Regions from separate parts of the Zea mays genome. Here regions 1 and 3 are each linked to region 2. The links are chromatin contacts, called in public Hi-C maps. All regions are on one chromosome and are shown on one strand. The core of a region is the stretch at or near the end of the contact, and the rest is flanking DNA. Distances in the headings are between cores, read along the strand shown. Region 1 holds the start of LOC100533130. Region 2 holds the start of LOC100280237. Region 3 holds the start of LOC100381948 (putative magnesium transporter NIPA8).

Region 1 (4,397 bases), core at 393-2,892, 320 kb after region 2:
AAAACCTGACATCCAACAAAGTCCCAAGAAAGTACCGTAATTTATAAAAAACTAGTTTTCTCAAACGTTTATATTCTCAAATGCATGCGCATACCCCAACCCACTTGATTTCCATGCATATTGTCATTTTTACAACCCAGACGACTCCCTCTCCCATATGCAACAGATTTTATAACTTAGAAGTGATTATACCAAAGGTGCAGATCATGGATGCTCTTCTCTTATGTTGAATGCTCAGTTAAATATTTTTTTGAAATGAAACCACAGTATCACAATATGTGATTGCAAATATATTGTCTAGATTATGCTCAACATATGGAAGATATATCATTTTGAAACTTACTGACACATGGAACAGTAATTATATTGACTTTTTAAGCTGCTATCCAATCAATAATTAGCATATGCCATAATCATGACAGCAAGATGAAATGAATCCTCGGTAACTAGATTGACTTTTCAGAGATTGATTTTGTATTACTTAGTTATATTCAATCAAAGATTGCATTGGTGATCAGTACATAGGACAGCTAATGTGCCCTTCACATTTTTTTCCTGTTAGGAATGCAACAAGAACTGATAGTAGAATTGAAGTTCAACTGAGGTTTGGTGATAAGAAAACAAAGAATGACATACAAGCTACAACAGCAGTTTGTTACTCCAAAGACAGAAAATTCAGTTTCTTTATACTCCGGTCCAGGGTGCTTTGTATACAAGCCAAAGCTAAGATCTACTTCATCTTAATCCTTGCATTATCTAAGCAGTGAACCCTAAACTAGCTTGTTACAGACTTACAGTAGTTTTCTGGCTTTGATTTAATAAGCATGACTGAACCACTGTCACTGCCATAAGCAGAAGCAATTGTACTTCTACCTAGTTTTGTACAAATAATTCTTTTATTTTTCCCAACCCGTTGACAACACTAGGAATTCACATACATAACCATCATTGCCACCAATTGTTTTGTTCCCTCTTTGAGCTTGACCGAACTCTACTTCTTTATTAATTCTGGAAAAGCTCTTGTCAGATTTACGTTTTGACAAAGAGCACAAATTCCAATGTAAAATCGCTTCTCTTGGTGTGGCCGTTAATCCATAAACCCAAAAAAGAAAAAAGAAAGATGATTCTGCCATGTAGTATTGTAGTTCATCAGGAGTAGCATATCAAACATTACCAAAACAAATTAGCCTAAGCTGTCAATTTCATTTCAGGAACGAATCTTACCGATAAAGAGGCTAGCGAAGGATCGCCGATGGCGTAGATCGGCGCCGTCACTGTGTCTTCCTCCGGGGTGGTTGCTTCTCGGAAGCCAGCTTGTACATCCAGAACACCTACAGGCAGAAGGAAGAGGGGTGAGAAGTCCGGATCTGGGCGGGACAAAGCATGTACCGTGTAGACGCGAGGAACGAAAAATAAGAAAAGCGAGGGGAAAGCGCACGAGGGCCAGGACGTGGGCCGCGAGGAGGATGACGACGAAGAGCGGGACGGCATCCAGGATGCCCGAGCCAGTGGTTAGCTGCGTCTGCTGTTGCGCCATCGTCGGCGCCGTTGGGGAGAGGTCGCTGATGACGGGGGTTTCTTCTAGTTTGCACTGTTCCTTGATGCCAAGCAAAATCCTTCTGCAAAATCCTTCTAGAAAGATGGGGCTGGCCACAAGGTTTCTTTTTTAATATATTTGTCGTCACATTACTATTAAATTTTTGTTGTTTTTTCAATATTTGATTTTGTGCCTGTAACCTTTTTTTCCTGACCTCACAATTTTTTATAGAGTTAAATTCACGGTTGGCTTTCAATTTATCCATGAATGTCACTTAGGTTAGCAAACTTTAAAAAAATGTATTTCTAAGTTCTTAAACTTGTAAATGATATGCCATAAATTTCTAAAATTATAAAAATAGTAATCTATTTTTAGACCATAACAATCAATGTGGTGTGCCACTGAACAAGGTAAAGTATCTAAAAATACATTCTAATGCTTCAGAAATGTAAGTAGCATCTTGACAAAACAAGTTCAGAGGCCGGTTATACGTTTAACTCTTTTTAATATATTTATGTTATTGTTACGTTTAACTTCCTCCTATTAGTCCTAGGTTGACCAAGTTACCGGGGTAATTTATTCATGGCGCTATGGCTTAACGAGAAGCTTGTTTTTGTTTCCACTCGGTAAACGAGTAGAGTGATTCCGTTCCGCTTATGTCTATTACTAAGTAAGCGTCCGTGCGTTGTAATGAGAACATATAATACCACGATAACTTATATAAAAATATGTGTTATAAGATTTTGTAATTCATTTATAATCCTAGCCATGCATAAATTATTTATATACGCTTGTGAAACTTGGATGGAGGTAGTATTTGATTTCCTATTTACTTGTCATTCTTTCATAGTGATGTGAAACTTGGATGCATATTATAGTGATGTTTGTCAATCTGTATCTATATTTTATACTAATTTTAACTCCATGACAACACACATGCACATACATAGTTACTTCTATGTATACCCACCCATTCAATGGGTCTAAGTGACCCTAGAGTATATAAGAGTGCTAACAAAAAGAATCTGGTACATTATGGTTCAGTATAACAGCGACAAGATAGTCACAGAGAGCCCTGAGATACCTCACTCGCTAATAGAAAGATACCCCTGTATGCGAGGAGACCTGCCAACACTGGGGCTTGCACTCCTTGATCTGGTGTCCGCTGGTAAACGTGACAAAGATCATACATCCAACGGCAAATGTTTATTTTGCAAAATACCCTCCCACCTCTTCTTACCTACCTCTGCAAATTTCACAGGAAGCCCCCTAGGCGTGTTACCTGGCCCAGCAACGTGTTTCTTCTACCTTTCCTTATCGAACTGGCAGGGAAGCGTCACCACCGTTCGAGCAGGAAAGTGCAGCTCGCCGCCACTGACACGTCGTCGTCAGCTGCCATCTTTCGGGATCCACTTGCCATTTGGGTGTGTCGCTCGCTGCCACCGTCCTGGCGCCGCTCGCTGCCACCGTCCGGGCGCTGCTTGCCGCGACTGGGCGGGCACAGCTCTCCGTCATCGGACAGGCACAACATGTCGCGACTGGCTAGGCACAACGCACCACCACCTTTGTGTGCCGCGGTGCCGCCAGAGGACCTCACCTCGTCTCCAAATGCATGCCTAGAAGAAGAGTTGCAGGCGACGTCAAGTTACAGAATTTGTATGACATACACAGAGGAAATATTGAAATAATCCTGTATTCAGTTATGAATTTTGGTGTCGTTGATGTTAGCTCTGAAAACTGTAGGTCCTTGTTCATGTTGTAACTAAATATCCGCTCTGAAAATTGATATACATGTTCATGTTGTAACTGAATTTCAGTTTCCCATTGAGAAATAATAGACACAATAATATGTACTCAAGAATATAAGCTTCTAATAGTTACAATATAAGGCAGTTGTTACATGAAGGCAAATCCACCTTAGTTGAAATCAAATATTTCTAACGTGAAAGCAAAAGAACATTCTGATTTATAACTTAAACGAAAACAAAGATATAACTGTATTTTTAGAGTGTACCAATTTTCATAAAACAACATCAAAAAATGTGGAGATTGTCACGTAAGCACGGGTATAATAACCCCCAATCCTCAGTTAGCCGATTACCCCCACATGACCTGGTGTCGACTTCATCTGAATCCCTGACCGAATGCCCAATGTTTTTCAGCTCTAGGACCTACGGCATCGGCGAAACCGGTGCTTTCGAAGGATAGGGATAGGGATACCTCTCAGAGACGGTAAACACTTAAAAGCTTAAAACCTTGCTAAAGTTTTGACGGTTGAGTTTTGCTAAGATCATTGGCCTTCCTCTGCAGGAAGTCCATGAGATCACCCAAGTTGAGCAGCCATGCGGAGGACTTGTTCGAGATAGAGGACGTCCAGCTCGCAATCGGTAGCTGCAAGATCGATCCAGAGAGTGCTTCTGGCAGTGAGAAGCCTGGGCACCCGTTCTTGCGCAGATAATCTCTTGGAAGGCCGATGCGGCAGGCCAGGGAACAAGTCACCACCTACAAGGAGATGCCTCTCCATGTTAAACTCAGGAGGCCCTAGAGATTGTCGGGTTTTTAGGCAACGATTCTTTGGTGTATTCTGTAGCTACTCAAATGCCGATAGTGTGTAGTATCTCTCCGTGTGAAAATCTTGTGTGCATTTGGCTTATCGGCATTGATAATGGTGAAGGGTGTTGTGTAATCTATTTATCCTGTTTGTGATTCTAGTGTTGATCCAGTGATGAAATGTCGCAACTCGCAAGTATAATAGGGCACCAGACAAGTATGCACTAAAAGTAGTAGTTCAGTTTACATTCCAGAATGACAGTTCATTCGTCTAGGAATCCAAGTCAAACTTTAAGCTGAGTCGTCGCTC
Region 2 (4,266 bases), core at 723-3,222:
TTCCTTAGAAACTCTCTGCTTTCCCATGCAAAGGGCTCGTCAACTCCACCACGGCGAGCCTAGAACACCATGAATAAACAAGCAAAAAATAAAATCTAGAGAAATGAGTAAAATATCAAGAAGCTACAATTGAAACTGAGTACATAGTTCAAAGTGCAAAATTTAGTAACCAAGTGCAACCAAAAAATTTGAGAATTGCCCACATTCATTAATCCTCAAGCATAACCTCAGAACCTAGTAACCTAGTTTGTATAGAGCAACCCAATGACTTCCATCAATTCACAATACAAATGAAAAGTGGGAGTAAGTGAAACAACATGGAATATTGCACATTACCGACAAGGAAATTAATCAAGTGCAGATTGATCTTACCAGCCTTGGGGCCATAAGGTAGGACAGGGTGATGGACTTCTCAGGTGGGATCTCAGCTTTTGAGCTCCCCATGATTAGTAGACAATCTCCAGATGTCACAGCCTTCACCTTACCCCTGAGCCATCCTGATGCTCCTGTGTTGGATGCCATGGTACCAGCTTATACCTGCAATCAAAAAGAAAGACCGTCATTTATTAGATAGTGTAACCTATGTCTTGTTTCCTATCATATTTAGCAACTCGCATTTTGCCAATATTTGCATTTTACCTTCCATAGGTAGCTAAAGAAATGATGGAAATGGAAAATATATGGGACACTTAAGTGGAACAATCTCAGTTTTCACATAAAATGCTTCCGTTTGAAAGCAAACCAAAAAACAATTCCGCCAACCATATTTATGGTCAGAGAACACCAGTCTCCCCACTTGTCAATAATTAAAAACAACACGGCAGGAGCTATTTCACGTATCGAAAACAAAACTGAAATATCAACAGTAAGAGCAAGTTTAATAATATAACCCATAGTAAGCTTCGTCATGTTGTCATGTCACATATATCCAACTAAAAGTCTATTCATATAATAACCCTTTCATAATATAAACTAAACATTTAATACTTGCTCCATCTCTTTCTCTCACAAAGTGTCTTGCAGCCCATTTTCAGCCTACCAGTGAGCAGTCCGCTTTCTTTATCTCTGTGTTTCTCTTTTTTCCACGTCACTAAAAATCTGACATAGCATCTCTTACAGCCCGCCTATGTCACCTTATTATACTTGCTCTAATCTAAGTACCACAGATATGCGGCAGGAATGTAAAGTGCACAGGTTGACAGTCCATGACATTTTGCTTTTATGTTTTATCCTACGTAGTAATTATTCGGCACGATCAGATTTCTCTAAAGGGAAACATGCAAAAATTGCGCACGGAAGGTTTGGCCCACACATGGCCCCAAATACGTGCCAACCACCCGCCCCAGGAGTCACGCAAACCCAGACACCTTTGTACGACAAGCGCGGACAGCGCAGATCAGCAATGCGCACAGATGACGCTGAATCCAAATCTAAATTCAAAAGTGCTAAATCCAAATCTAAATCCTATACTCTGCGCCGAGCAACAGGAACAGCCATGCAGAGCTGCGACCGTACACGCGTCCGCAGATCTGGCACTGGCACAACATAAACCCGAGCGATCTCGTGGAATTCCGACCTCGGCTAGCGGGCCCCGATGGGAGCAGGCTGCACAGCGTCGAATCGACGGTGGGGCACAGCCACAGCGCATAGATCAGGGTGGGAAGCGTTCCTAAACGCCCAGATCTGCGAGGTGACGCACCCAGGCAGCCACGAAACCAAGCGTGCACATCGAATCAAGGGGCAGGAGCTAACCTGTGGCCTCGGTGGGATCGCCCCGACGCGGCGGTGACGGAGGCGTGGAACAGAGGTAGATCTGGCCGCGCGGATAAGGGACGGGCACCTCCAATCCGGCGTCCTTATATAGGCACGGGGATGGGCGCCCCTCTCGCCGGCGTGCCGACGAGGCGAGCGCGAGGGGTCGCGAGCGCGCGCGTGAGGTTTTTGGGGTGTAGCGACTGGCGAGACGACGGGCGAGGGGATGCAAGAGGGAGCTGTGGGTGCTGAAGTGTGGTGGTTTATAAGGGAGGGCGCGACGCCAGCGGCCGGTCGCCCAGACCACCAAGCGAGGTGTAAGGAAGCAGGCCTGTTTTGGCTTTGGCTGGGGTTGCCGTCCCGTCCGCGTGCTCCCGGCGCCCGCGTCATCATGGGATGGATGGGCTCGACGAGGGCCTCTCGCTCGCTGAGAATTGGGCGTGGAGTGTTGCATGGAAGACGCGAGTTCCGAACAACAGCTGCGGTTGCAGGATACTTGTTTGATTCGGTGTAAGAGATGACGCCACGTGAGGTCAATGCTTGTCCGAGCGACTTCCTTTTGCTTTCCCGTCCTGCTATCCGGCTAGGCTGACGTGTTCCCTCCTTTCTTTTGCTAAGGAGAGTGTTTGTGACAAAAGTTTACTCCGTGTCACAATGTTTAAATACTAATTATAAATATTAAATATAGTATAATTATAAAACTAATTATATAAAGAAAGAATAAACAATAAAACAAATTTATTAAGCCTAATTAATATATAATTAGCAAATATTTCTTGTACCAACAAATCATATACGAATTAGTTTTAATAAACTCATCTTACCGTTTAGAAAGAATAAACAATGAGACAAATCTATTAAGTCTAATTAATCTTGTCGGGGACCATAATTAGGGGTACCCCAAGACTCCTAATCTCAGCTGGTAACCCCATCAGCACAAAGCTGCAAAGGCCTGATGGGTGCGATTAAGTCAAGGCTCGGTCCACTCAAGGGACACGATCTCGCCTCGCCCGAGCCCAGCCTCGGGCAGGGGCAGCCGACCCCGGAGGATTCATGTCTCGCCCGAGGGCCCCCTCAAGCAACGGACACACCTTCGGCTCGCCCGAGGCCCAGTCTTCGCCGAGAAGCAACCTTGACCAGATCGCCACGCCAACCGACCGCATCGCAGGAGCATTTAATGCAAAGGTGGGCTGACACCTTATCCTGACGCACGCCCTTCAGTCGACTGAGCCGAAGTGACCGCAGTCACTTCGCCGCTCCACTGACTAGCCTGACAAGAAGACAGCGCCGCCCGCGTCGCTCCGACTGCTGTGCCACTCGACAGAGTGAGGCTGACAGCGGCCAAGTCCGGCCTCGGGCGCCATAGGAAGCTCCGCCTCGCCCGACCCCAGGGCTCAGACTCGGGCTCGGCCCCGAAAGACGACGAACTCCGCCTCGCCCGACCCCAGGGCTCGGACTCGGGCTCGGCCCCGGAAGACGACGAACTCCGCCTCGCCCGACCCCAGGGCTCAGGCTCGGCCCCGGAAGACGACGAACTCCGCCTCGCCCGACCACAGGGCTCGGACTCGACCTCGACCTCGGAGGACAGACTCGACCCGACCTCGGAGGAGCCACCGTCTCGCCCGACCCAGGGCTCGGACCAACCACGTCACAGGGGGAGCCATCATTTCCCCCTTCGCGCTCCGTCTCGCGCCGACCCATCTGGGCTGGGGCACGCGGCGACAATTCACTCGTCGGTCCAGGGACCCCCCGGGGTCGAAACGCCGACAGTTGGCGCGCCAGGTAGGGGCCTGCTGCGTGTTGACGAATAGCTTCCCGTCAAGCTCCAGATGGGTAGTCTCCAGCAACCTTTCCAGCCCGGGACGATGCTCCGTTTCGGGAGTCTTGAGTTCATGTCCCTCGACGGCAGCTACGACATGATACTCCTTCCCCCGCCGCGTGACAGCGACAATGGCGGCCGACAACCCGCCCGCCGGCGGCGGAATCGACGACGTCTTCCCCACGTGGCGGAAGAGCAACATTCGGGTTTGTCCCGTCGCCTCCCCCGCTGACGGAGGAGGAGACGGGGCAACCAAGGCCAAGCAGGAGGCGGCACCTCGTCGGCTGTCGAGCAAGTCGACGGCGCCGACGCCCCAACGGGGGACACGTCGGGCATCGACCTCGCGTCTGAGACGAAGACGAGCGTCGTTTCCCCGCAACACGCCAACTCCAAGCGGAGGGACGACGCCAGCACGCTCGCGAAGGACTTGCTGGGCGTCACCCTCGTACCTGAGACGACGGTGCAGTCTGCCCCTGACGTGACTTCGTCACCGCCCGTCGACCAAGAGGTACCGACCGATTCCCATCTCGTGCCTTTTGGATTCAGCCTCGACCCACCAAGCGACTTCGCTTCGGTGGACGCTTTCATAGTGGCGTGTCCAAACCCTCCGGGGTACGGTATGCGGTCACCCTAGGACCGGCTGACAGCCGTCTCGACCTACGGGCCCTCGGGTTCCGAGGAAGATGACGAGCCCC
Region 3 (4,065 bases), core at 810-3,309, 290 kb before region 2:
TTCGTCCGTGAAGCATTATACCTTTTGGGATAATGGATCTTAGACGAAGGTTGATAAGCGTCTTATTACGAAGTTGAACCTTCGTAATAAACTTTCAATAAACGTTATAGAATAATGCAAAGTAAAAAAGGTAAGAATGGATAAATGATTCACAGATGCATAATATAATATTTACTTAATGTATTGAATCATAAAATACAATGATACCTATGCCTTGACAAAGGTTGTATTCCGAGAAATGCGATTGCAAAAATCAGAATGCGTGAACAGTAACGGAATACTGTTCACTATTTATAGGCACAGGACGCAGCCTGTGAGGAATTACAAGTATGCCCCTTATAAGAACTTACAACGTTGACTCAGACCTTTATGGACTAAAAGGTCATTCTATCTTTAAGTCGGTTTGTAATGCCGAAGCTCTGCGAAGAGGCACCTTCGGCTATCTTGTACGAACAGCTTCATCCGAGGATCACTTCTCTTTATAAGACCTTCGGCGACGAAGCATAGACCCAACAATTTGCAATGTGCTATGGGTATGAGAATGAAAGATAAATTTGATAAATATTGGGGACTTTGGCACACTAGCAGTGGAAATGAGAATGATCGGGGGAGAGGTAAGGGAAAAGAGAAGGAGAACCTTAACTTGCTGATTTTTGTTGCTGGCTGTCTTGATCCAAGATATAAGTTATCTATGTATACAAAGATCACAGTCGAAGAGATATTTGGTGAGGCAAGGGGACAATTAGTTTGGGAAGCAATTAAAACTTGTGTTCATGAGTTGTTTGATGAATATAGAAAGATATATGCTCCAAGTGAGGAGACAACTGATATAAGTGATCCAATAGCGACACAAGGAGGTAGAGGAGGCAAACTGAAAGAAGTTATTGCTAAGAGGATGAAGTTGGGACATGGGTCAAGCATCAATTCTAAGTCTGAACTTGACAAATATCTTTCTGAAGAAACTGAAGATACAGAAATGAAGATTGATCTTTTAGTATGGTGGAAGGCCTCCGAGCAAAGGTTTCCAGTTCTCTCTCGCTTGGCTCGTGATGTGCTTGCTATACCTATTTCAACAGTAGCTTCAGAATCTGCATTTAGCACAAGTGGACGTATTCTAGATGACTTTCGAAGCTCTCTTACTCCATTCATGCTTGAAGCACTAGTATGTACACAAGATTGGCTTAGATGGTCTGTACCTGTGGACATCATAGAGAATATTGAGGAATTAACGATGCTAGAAAAAGGTACAAGTACAACCTTTCTTCATTTATTTATTTTTCTTCATTATTTCACTGCTCACTTCAAATTTGACTTGTTGCAGAATTATTGGAAGAATTTGGTGCCAAAGGGAAGGGGAAAGAACAAGCTTCCACTTCAGTTTCACATGCAACAGCAACAGGAAGCAATTCACTGGAACATGGAATATCCAAGTCCTAAGCATTGCTTAATTGTGTCATGCTTCTTCTACTTTGTCTTCTGTTCACTACTTCACTCATTTGGAAACCATATGCTGCTGTCACGTGCTAGAATTTTAGTCTGTAATGTTGTCCAATTGGACTGAATTGACTCTGGTATAATGTTTTCCAGTTGGACTTGGACTGCTGTAATGTTGGCACGTTGCTGTAATACTGTCCAGTTGGACATGGACTGAACGTGTGATGTTTTGGGGGGCTGTATTCTGAGCAGAAATGATGTCAAAACTGCTGTAAAATGTGCTGCCATATTGTTCGGTCTGAGTATTAATATGCATGAGCTGCTCCTGTCTTGCTAAATTGTTGCGTGTATTGAATGGGTTATGGATATGACTGTATGCTTGCAGTCTTGCACTGATTTTTTGTTGTTTCGTTGGAAGATTACATGGTTTGGTGTGCACTGAAATTGGGTAAAATGGGTTACCCGATACCCAAACCCGAATTTTTGGGTACCCGAAATGTTGGGTACCCGTAATTTTGGATATAATTTCAGGTACCATTTTTAGAAACCCGAATTATAAAAAACCCGAATAACCCGACCCGAAACTTCGGGTAATCCCGAACGCCCAGGGCTAGCTCTATCTCCCTCCCGAGATCTCCTCCCTTCCCCCCCTTCTTCTCTCCCTTGCCGACGATTACGCCAGGTGCCCAGGTCTTCTTCGGGCCGAGGTCGCTGCCGCCATACACTTGGTGCCCAGGTCTTCTCCGGGCCCTTCGCCAGCGTCGAGCAGCACCAGGTACGTCAGTATGTGCACCCCTTGGTTTCCCATTCCTGCTGTGCGAAACCGAGCACCCAAACCCTAACTTGCTACTTGTATTGGGATCTGATCTGATTACAAGTGTACATGCATGTATTATGCATACGGACTTCGTTTATTTCGCAAAAATTATCTGGGCCCGCCCTTGAGGGTACATCCTCTTTGAATGCCTTGCCAACGGCGCCCTCTCCTTGAATGCCTCATGGAATGGTCCTATATTCAAATAACCAATGGTGTTCATCCCGGTTGTGTGTCTGATTGGAATGACATTTATGCCTTTTTTGCAGGCTGAGCTCCACAGTGGTTCTTGGAGAGGTCTGTGATAGACTACTAGGCTGAATACCTCATGGAATCTTGGAGAGAAAAGGGGATCTTGGAGAGGTTTGTGACACACTACTGTGGTGAATAGACCTATGCAGAAGAGAAAAAGGGAAAGAGAGAATGTTCTCAATGAATTGAAGTCCCTATGTCAAAAACAAGAGCAAGGAGCTGTTGTACAAGTGGCTTGTGGAAGGAGCATATCATATATTTGTAGGAGATAACTTTACACTTGATTCATGGGCGACTGGATTATAGGGGCGTTGATAAACATCGTGGGGAGTGTTGGCATAAACTTTGGTACCAACCTTCTGAAGTTGGGCCATGATCAGGTAGACATTACATGTTTCTGATTTGTGCTCCTTGTCCCTACTTCTAATATACTTCATATATGTATTCCAGTCAAAAGATCAAGGAGAGCATACATGTGGGTGCCCTAGTCTGACCCATTTAGTTAGCTGAGGGTGAAAACATCTTTCTTTAGTTTAAGGGGGTGTTTGAAAGCACTAGAGCTAATAGTTAGCTACTAAAATTAGCTGAAGACATCCAAACAATCTAGCTAATAGTTCAATTATTACCTACTTTTAGTAAATTAGCTAGCTAATTTTACTAGCAATTTTTAGCCAACTAACTGTTAGCTTTAGGGAATTCACCCCCCCCCCCCCCTAAATCCATGTTTTCATTACAAAAAAACAGGAAGAATGAACCCTAGTAACACCCTTTTTTGGTTACCAGATGACCTGGCCATTTCATCTAGAGCCTTCATCATGAGAAAATGTTGCGTTAACTGATTAGGCTATTGACTGCCTAGTTAGCTATTTCTGGTGCTCTTGAAGGTGTTGTAAGCAATAAATTATGCATTTGATGACAACTCTTGGACAGCATGTCAAATATAGCTTGATTCCCGAGGCCAGTTTTTGTAACTTTGTAGGTAACATCTGCTGCAGTACTGGAGCATTGTCTACTTAGTTCCTAATATCCTTTGAAATTAATGTGATCGTAGTTATCTTTACGTGCGGACTATGAAAAAAAGAAAACCAAGTTATGACTATGAGAAATTGGGTGATAAATAAGGAAAAAACCAGCCCCCAATGTCATGTTGAAGAGATCTAGCACTTGCACTAGGCTCAATTCCCTATGTGTGAATATGATGTTGTTTTACGTTGGAAGATGAATAAAAATGTGTTCGTTTTATTTGGCAGAGAGAAAAGCTTTCCTTAATTAACAACAGCGAGGGAAATGAAAAATTCGTTCCAAAGTCTGTAATGCATTTCCAGACTTGGAGAATAGGTAACCCTGTCTGCTAGAATTTATTTACTAATTTTAGAGTCTTTTAATCAAGACCAACTTTAATGCTACATCTGCATTCAGGTATACTTTTTTTTGCTGCTGGGAACTGCCTCAACTTCATGTCATTTGCTTATGCTGCACAGGTTCTTTTCGTTGTCCTCGAGACCTCAAAAGAAAAATTAGTTTAACATGTAGGATGTAATATAATATGGGAAACTCATGAATGG

Evidence for each region. A called contact is a pair of places that touch in the nucleus more often than the background predicts.
Region 1: a contact with region 2 is called in a Hi-C map of tassel, with 2.0 times the contacts expected there. The contact joins the promoter of LOC100533130 here to the promoter of LOC100280237 in region 2. A contact is called at or near these places in 2 of 25 Hi-C or Micro-C datasets (ear and tassel).
Region 3: a Hi-C map of leaf shows a contact between it and region 2, with 4 times the contacts expected there. The contact joins the promoter of LOC100381948 here to the promoter of LOC100280237 in region 2. A contact is called at or near these places in 10 of 25 Hi-C or Micro-C datasets (bundle sheath, ear, leaf and 3 more) and 1 of 3 datasets of contacts at active chromatin or transcription factors (leaf).

The regions. Positions count from the first base shown.
Region 1 is chr4:97,661,046-97,665,442 of Zm-B73-REFERENCE-NAM-5.0, reverse strand. LOC100533130 reads right to left here and starts at 1,642. Exons shown (of 3, transcript NM_001365074.1): 1 at 1,439-1,642; 2 at 1,225-1,331. The coding sequence starts at 1,537. The coding sequence ends at 1,272. It overlaps LOC103653537 (inosine triphosphate pyrophosphatase), which reads right to left. Exons shown (of 3, transcript XM_020552124.2): 3 at 4,313-4,397. The coding sequence ends at 4,379.
Region 2 is chr4:97,983,862-97,988,127 of Zm-B73-REFERENCE-NAM-5.0, reverse strand. It overlaps LOC100280237, which reads right to left and starts at 1,972. Exons shown (of 17, transcript NM_001326369.1): 1 at 1,753-1,972; 2 at 373-537; 3 at 1-59. The coding sequence starts at 522.
Region 3 is chr4:98,272,100-98,276,164 of Zm-B73-REFERENCE-NAM-5.0, reverse strand. LOC100381948 (putative magnesium transporter NIPA8) reads left to right here and starts at 2,059. Exons shown (of 13, transcript NM_001318214.1): 1 at 2,059-2,209; 2 at 2,518-2,880; 3 at 3,751-3,838.